Regions from separate parts of the Gossypium hirsutum genome. Here region 1 is linked to region 2. A link is a contact called in public Hi-C data. All regions are on one chromosome and are shown on one strand. Each heading gives the region's core, a stretch centred on a gene start, on an enhancer-like site or on the middle of the called end of the contact. The rest is flanking DNA. Distances are from core to core; before and after follow the strand shown. Region 1 holds the start of LOC107920744. Region 2 has its middle 11 kb from the start of LOC107920047.

Evidence for each region. Hi-C and Micro-C count contacts between places; a contact is called where the count stands out from the background.
Region 1: a Hi-C map of leaf shows a contact between it and region 2, with 1.7 times the contacts expected there. The contact joins the promoter of LOC107920744 here to the enhancer-like site in region 2. A contact is called at or near these places in 2 of 34 Hi-C or Micro-C datasets (both in leaf).

Annotation. Positions count from the first base shown.
Region 1 is chrD13:15,267,372-15,271,331 of Gossypium_hirsutum_v2.1, forward strand. It overlaps LOC107920744, which reads right to left and starts at 2,535. Exons shown (of 2, transcript XM_016850589.2): 1 at 1,478-2,535. The coding sequence starts at 2,438. The coding sequence ends at 1,494.
Region 2 is chrD13:15,043,343-15,046,952 of Gossypium_hirsutum_v2.1, forward strand. No RefSeq gene overlaps it. Among protein-coding and RNA genes, the nearest start is that of LOC107920047, 11 kb to the left of the region's middle. Within about 2 kb of position 1,614, at least 8 of the 9 cell types and tissues checked have an H3K27ac peak or open chromatin away from gene starts, as enhancers often do. A contact at or near this core is called in leaf, where this site is marked.

The sequences.
Region 1 (3,960 bases), core at 1,285-3,784, 220 kb after region 2:
TTGAGATCTTGAACATTGTTTTGCATAATTCATATATTTTACTTTTAAATTTAACAGATCATTGAACTAAATTTGTTATTCTTTTCTTCCATATAATCATACAATTTCTTATATTTTCGCTTACTTTATGGCTTATCATATTATATAACTTTTCATGTAGGTATCACATATTACTCATATATTTTGTAGATCATGATCATAATCAGAATATCGATAACATAATTCCTAGAGTCCAAGTCCAAAACAAGATTCTTGGCCCTTTAACGAAACTTTGATAACAAAACTCCAATATCCAACCTATACACCATGTTCTGAAGAACATAAGCATGAACATATCGTAAATAGAACTCCTGTATCCCTTTCACCTGCCGTAACCCTCATTCACCAACCCTATTCCCAACTGTTCCTCGACCCCTCATCATACCATAACCATATAATGTATTATTTCATTTATTCATTTTAGTTCATTGACATTTAATTTCACATAGAATCATATACTAACTTTTTCAACTTTTTTAAATAACCCTAAAAAATTAATTAATTATGAAAATAACTTGGAGGAAAAATTATATACAAAAATGACGTGTTTGCTACGACTACTGTTGGTGCTGATTAAGTGTTAAGCAGCACCACCCATTTTTCCTCTCAATCATCATATTTGGAAAAAAAATTGTTGTTGCATTATGGCAAACGACACTCATATGTATTTGAAATACTCGTGAAAATATGAGTATTCATAGTGCAAAAAAAACAAAAAATATTTTTTAATTGATGTCTCTGGTGTGCCAGACAGCACTGGTAAATTTATTTTTAAAATTTTGTATCAATTAAAATAAATTGAAAAAATATGAAAAAATATTTTTTTATGGATACTATGTCAAAGCCTATCAGCATCACTTTAATTACAAAAAAAAAAAAAGAAACTAATTGATGGGTTGGTTGTGACCTACCACATTTAAAACTTGGCAGGAGGAGAAGGGGTTATATGAAATTGTGATTCTACGTTATCATTATTCTTTTCTAATAGGAGAATGACAAATTAATTTTTTACTTTTGATTTTTAGCGTTTTTAATTGGATTTGAATTTATTGAGATGAAAATTTTGGGAGGAAAAATATGAGGATAGGGGTCACCAGAAACCAAAGTTTAACAAAACTAACCAAAAGTGAGTTGTGCCCAAGTTACCTTCATTGATGTAAAAGCTAGGTAAACTGCCTCCTGCTTCGCTTACGTTTTCCTTATTTTAAAAGCATAAAAAGTCAAAGAACCTCTTAATTACACATTAATGTAATTATAACTCTTCATTCTCCTTCTCTCCTAATTTTTCTCTGTTTTGATTTTTTCTTTTCCTATCTACTTCTCAATCGCTTACGTGTTAGTTTTTCCACCACCGGTGAAAGCATGTTATCTATGCAAAGCAAGACTTAAAAAAAAAAAACAAAAACAAAAAACAGAACATAAATGGAACTCGAATTACCTGTTTTCATCAAGCATTAAACCATTGAAACAACGCGAGGAACTTTCGCATCATCCACAGCCAAACTTGAACACTTAACTGCAAATTCCTCATCTTCAGCAAGCTCTCCATGTAGAGCCGTGGCATATATATAGGAAACTGTATTTGCAGCTAAATTACAAAACATTAACATCATAGAGAAGGTGGAAGTGACGTCCATATTCAAAACAAATAACCAACTTGTCCATTTATCAGCAGCTGAATTCCTGTATGTCATAACTGAGCGCCAGGTATTAATGGAAATTACGAAGCCGAAAAGCAGTATAATCTTCAAAGCAACCCCTTTCATTCCTTTAACTAAATTTCGACTTCGCTTTAATGGTTCAAACCCCCAGCTTGATTCAACGACGACGACTACGTAAGCAAATATCCAATTCACTTGTAAATGAACCACAATAAACAAGAGAATAATCACGTAAACAAGGCAAAGGAAAATAAAATAAGGTGAAGGGTAATGAACTTGGAAGCCTAAAATGACTACTGCAGAAAAGGCTAAACCAAGGATCAAACTGATCCCAGAAACGATAAGCTGGGTTACAAGGCAAGTCGAGAAGAGAGGGAAGAAGGAAGTGAAAGCCGCCTTAATAGCGGATAAAAGCTTGATGGGTCGACCGTAAAAGCCGTGGAAAATGCTATAAGTGATGGAACCGGTGGCCAACAGGGAGAAGATAGAGATGGGGATGGTGTAAAGGACATTTAGGATAAAGATTTTAGTGGGGAAGATGGAGGGATCTTGCTGAAGGAAGCTGAGGTAGGATTCAATGGCGATGAAGGGGTAGATGGATAAGAAGAAAGAGAAAGGGAGGAGGAAGAGGAGTGAGAGAGCTAGGAAGTGGCGGGAGTGGGCTTTGATTATCCGGCTGTACCCAGAACGGATGGCCCAAAGGTCGATCTTTAAGAGTGGTGGTGGTGGCGTTGCCATGGCGGAAGGAGGGGGAGATAATGCATGGAAAAAGGGTTTTATAGATAAGTCAGAAGGGTCAACTTTAACTAAGGTGGATATTGAGACACGTCATTTCCGGTCAACTTTTTGGTCCTTCAATCATAATTTAGTGGGAGAAAGGTTGGTTTCACGTAATAACGCACTAATCCCTTATTTCAAAATACTTTATTTATCATTTTAAACCTTTGGTTAATAACAATTTAAGTTCTCAATCTATTTCCTAATTAAAAATCTATAACGATTAGAATTTATAATTAGTCTTTATGCCTGAATTAATTATAATTTCATGTAAATTAGTTATCCAAATTTAAATTCATCAATACACTAGCTCTACAAATATTACTATTTAATATTTACGGATTCAATTTATGAAAACGAAGTCTTGAAATCGTATTTTTTGACACCACTAGAATCCTAGTTATTAGATTACTATTATAAATCTTGAATATATCTTAATAATCAATAGATTATATTTTAACAACGAACAGATCATTCAGTATTTATAGGGTTCATTATTACCATAATTCACCACTTTTATCTTTTCATGGATTGATAGGAATAGAACTTTTACTAGTCTAATTCACTATATTATCACTTCACGATTTAATAGAAATTGTTATCATAATTTTTTACTTGTCATCTCACTGTGTAACAGGAACTTTTCATCAGAACTTGTTTACCATAACTTTTTATTTTATCATTATCTTTTATTATTCAACAGAGGCCCAACATAGACTTAACAAAAGGCATAGGATATAGGAAAACAATACAGTAATGCACCGAAGTGCAATAACAGAACAGAGTAGCATCGGAGTGCTATGTCAGAACATGACAACATCGAAATGCGTAATTAGAATAAAGAGTGTGTTAATTTTTCCTTAATGGCATGTCATCTATATCCTATTAGTTCATATCTTGTCTACTTGGGCAACCACATGAGAGTCTATTTCATTTTCTCATTTTCAGAACATAATTTGCATACTTTAAACTTATTTCAGTTTAGTCTTTTTTATCATGAAATTCACTATTCTTTGTAATTTAGTCTCAATTTCACTTTTCATACATATACTATTTCATCACACTTTCTTAAACATTCTATTTATCAATATAATATTTCACAATTTAACTATAATTTTACACATTTTCAATCATTATCTTTCCACAACTTAAAGAACAATTGTAATTTGAATTACAATAATCGTGTATTTTTGCATTCTTTACTACATTCTTCACTTATCAAATATTTTCTTGTAAACTTTCATAACTTTTCAATTTAGTCTTTTTTTGGTCATAAAAGTTTAATATTCACTAATTAATCATATTAAATCAATTTTCTTTCTTCTTAGACTTTAATCACACAATTTATCTCAATATCTTGTTTCACATATCAATTTCTGTATATGTCACTTTTATTATTTCATCCACATATTTTCTCAAGTTTGAAAATTTAGTCATTGGCATCATAAAAATTCCATATTTTCCCACAATTTCACCTTTACAA
Region 2 (3,610 bases), core at 364-2,863:
TTGGAAACACGATCCAATGGTTCTATGGTTAATCATGAAGGAGCTGACGAATTTGGGCATTGGATGTTAGTTGACCAGTGGTCAAGGAGGCCTGATCGATGTAAGGGCTCTGGCAAGGTTGTTAAGGAAAGTGCAAACCTTAAGGGATCTCGATTTAATGCTCTACTTAATTTAAAGGACAATGAGATTATGGGTGAGCAAAACTTGATTCGACTCGAAAAAATCGAAAAAAAATTTAAATTTCGAGTTAAACGAATCGAGTTATTCGAGTTAACCAAGTTATTCGAATCAACTCGATTTTTTTTTTCAAATTTCGAGTTCGAATCGAGTTGAGTTTTCGAATTCGAATAACTCGAATAATTCGAATAATTCAAATATCAAACTATAATATTTTACATTTTTACCCCAAACTCCCAAACCTTTTTACTTTTCCCTCAAAACTTTTACTCATTCCCACTTTTCCCCCAAAACTTTTACTCCCCTACCCTCCCAACCCCACAATCTACCCAAAATTCATTTCCCACCGAAATTTTACTCTCCCATTTACTTTTTCTCAAAATTTTACTCATAAAAACCCTCAAAACCTTTTATTTTCTCCCAAAATTTTTACTCCCTCCCACTTTTCCTCTAAAACTTTTATTCCCTTCCCATCCCACCTCCCATCTACCCCAAACCCTCCCCCCTCCAATTTTTTTTAATATTTTCCCTCCAAAATTTTACTCCCCACTATTTACTTTCCCTCAAACTTTTATTCCCAAAACTTTTTATTTTCCCCCTAAACTTTTACTTCTCACCCTTTACTCTCAAATAAAAAATCAAAATTATCCAAAAAAAAATCACTAAACATAAATAGTAATAATTTTATTTATATCTACTATTTATATTATTAAATTAAATTTCACATTTTCTATTATTTATATTATTGAATTGTTTACTCATATTGAATATTTATATTAAAATTGAATTATTAATTATGCTATAAAATATTCGTGTTAAAATTTTATATTGGTATCAATTTCACATTTTATTTTTAAAATAACTTTTATTAAAAAATCATATTTTTATATTTAATATATTTTTTAATTCCAAAATACATAGTGACAAGAATCTGAAGATAATTGAAACAACTAAGCAAGCAAAGAAGCTAACCAGTATATAAAAAATTAATAAATAAATTATGAGGTGATGAAAGTTAATAAAAAAATTGATTAAGGTGGACAAATTTTATTACGATGGGTGACGGTGGTTAAAAGGACCCAAATTTATTTTTTAAAATTTAACTCGAACAAATATATTCGATTCGATTCGAATTCCATCTCACTCGACTCGATTCGAAAAAATTTCAAATCAAATTAGGATGATAAAATATGATTCGTCAACTTGATTAACTCGAAATTTTTTTATTCGATTCGATTCGATCGAACGCTCACCCCTAAATGAGATACATGCTGTGCAGAATATCCTGCTTGAATTTAATGCTAAATCAAAGGGAAAAGATTGGTCATTTATGACAACCCTTTGGGTGTTGATAATTCCATTTTGGACCGTGGGAATGGCAAAGACTTTGGGCCGTATGACATGGTTAAAGAATTTGAGTCTGTTAACATGAGAAGCCTGGTCATTGGTAATACTTCAAATGCAGCTGGTGGGCCCATAGGTGCTTCAGAATTTGTGGATGGAATGGGTCATATCAGGAAGGACCCGATTCCTATGGATAAACTGGGGTCATTTAACCAATTTGAAGCTAAAGATTTTTTTTTTGCAGGAAACGTCTATTGCACAGCACATTTCACCGACAACGAGTGGGGGTTCTAATTTACTGGTAGAGAGGGCCTTGAAAACTATGCTTAATATGGATAAACATTCGACTGTGATTTTTGTCAAAAATCAATACCCTAACCTACTGGAAGACGGATGGAGGACTAATAAAAAGCTGGAGGTGGCACTGGGGAGCGATTCTGGAATGTCCCTTCATATAGAGGGGGACCCAAACGTGGTAAAAAATTTTCTATATCTTTAAGGGGTAAGAGCAGCAATTTTAAGAGCCGAGGGTTTGAGCGATTGCTTATTTCGGAGGCAATGAGTCGTATTGTTGACGATATTGAAAGAGTGGTTACCAATTCCATTTTTGAGGCGGAGGATGGTAGTAAGCTAGTAATAGATGGTATATAGACACCTTGTGAGGTGAAGTTTCTTTTCTTGCCATTTATGTAATTGCCTATTCTTTTTGTTTGGAACTGCCAAGGTTGTCCAAGTCCTAAATTCATCAAGGTGGTTAATGATTATTTTGTGGAGCATAAAGTTGAGATAGTAATTTTCCTTAAAACTCAGGTTAGTGGTCCTAAGGCGGACAAAATTATTTCTAAGCTTGGTTTTGACTTCTCTCATAGAGTAGAAGCTCGGGACTTTTTCTGGGGGAGTTTGAATCTATTGGAAGAGTGGAATTTAGATTCAGGTATTGAATAATAATCCCCAACTTATTCACAGTTACATTAAGAAGGAAATGGAGGTTCAAGGTGTTTTTGTGACTTTCGTTTATGGTATTCTGGACAAGCAAAAGCGTAGGGATTTATGGAACTGGTTGAATTTAATTACTCGCTTTGTTAATGGGCCTTGGTTATTGGTGGGTGACTTTAATGCTTACCTATCACCGGATGAGAAAAGAGGGGGTCGATCGGTGTCCTCTGGGTGTAAACTGTTTCAAGATTTTATCATGGTGAATGGTCTTAAAAATCTTGGACTTAAGGGGCCCCAATTTACTTGGAGAAGGGGGACTACATTTGAGAGACTGGATAGGGCTATTGGTAACTTTGATTGGTTTTGAATGTTACCGGATATTTTATTTTTTCACCTCTGACATTTGAAATTAGATCACAAGTAGCTTTTGCTATCAAAGGATTCTTCTATTGTTAATAGACCAATTAGCCATTTTCACTTTTTGGCTTATTGGGTGCAACATTCATCTTTCAGAAATTTTGTTTGTGAGAATTGGAAATGTGGACAGAATGTAACACCCCTAACCTGTATCCATCGTCAGGATAGGGTTACAGAGCATTACCATAAAAACGTAACTTAAAATCATCCATTTCAAAAACATTTTGTAAATCATATCATAGTCCAATCAAACACATGCATATTGTCCCTTATTCGAGCCCTCGAGGCTCTAGAAACACTTTAAAGATGATTCGGGACTAAATTGAAAACATATGAAACCTTAAGGAAAAACTTAGAAAAATTTAAACTGCAAGGGTCATACGGCCATGTGGCCAGGCCGTGTGACTCACACGACTGAGACACACGCCCGTGTCTTAGGCCGTGTAACTGCCTGACTTGTTACCCTTTGAAACTTACAAAGGACACACGATCGTTTTGTATGGCCGCGTGTCACACACGACTGAGACACACTCTTGTGTCTTAGGCCTTGTGGACAAGAAATAGGCCAAATTCAAGCCATTTCTTTCACCCAATTCAAGTACACACATACAAGTCATTTGCATACACAATCAAGCATTAAACATACCTAAAACATGTGTAATAAGACCATTTCGAATGACCAAATTTCATTTAACCAATATGCCACATAAGGCACCTCAAAAACAAGCATTCAACT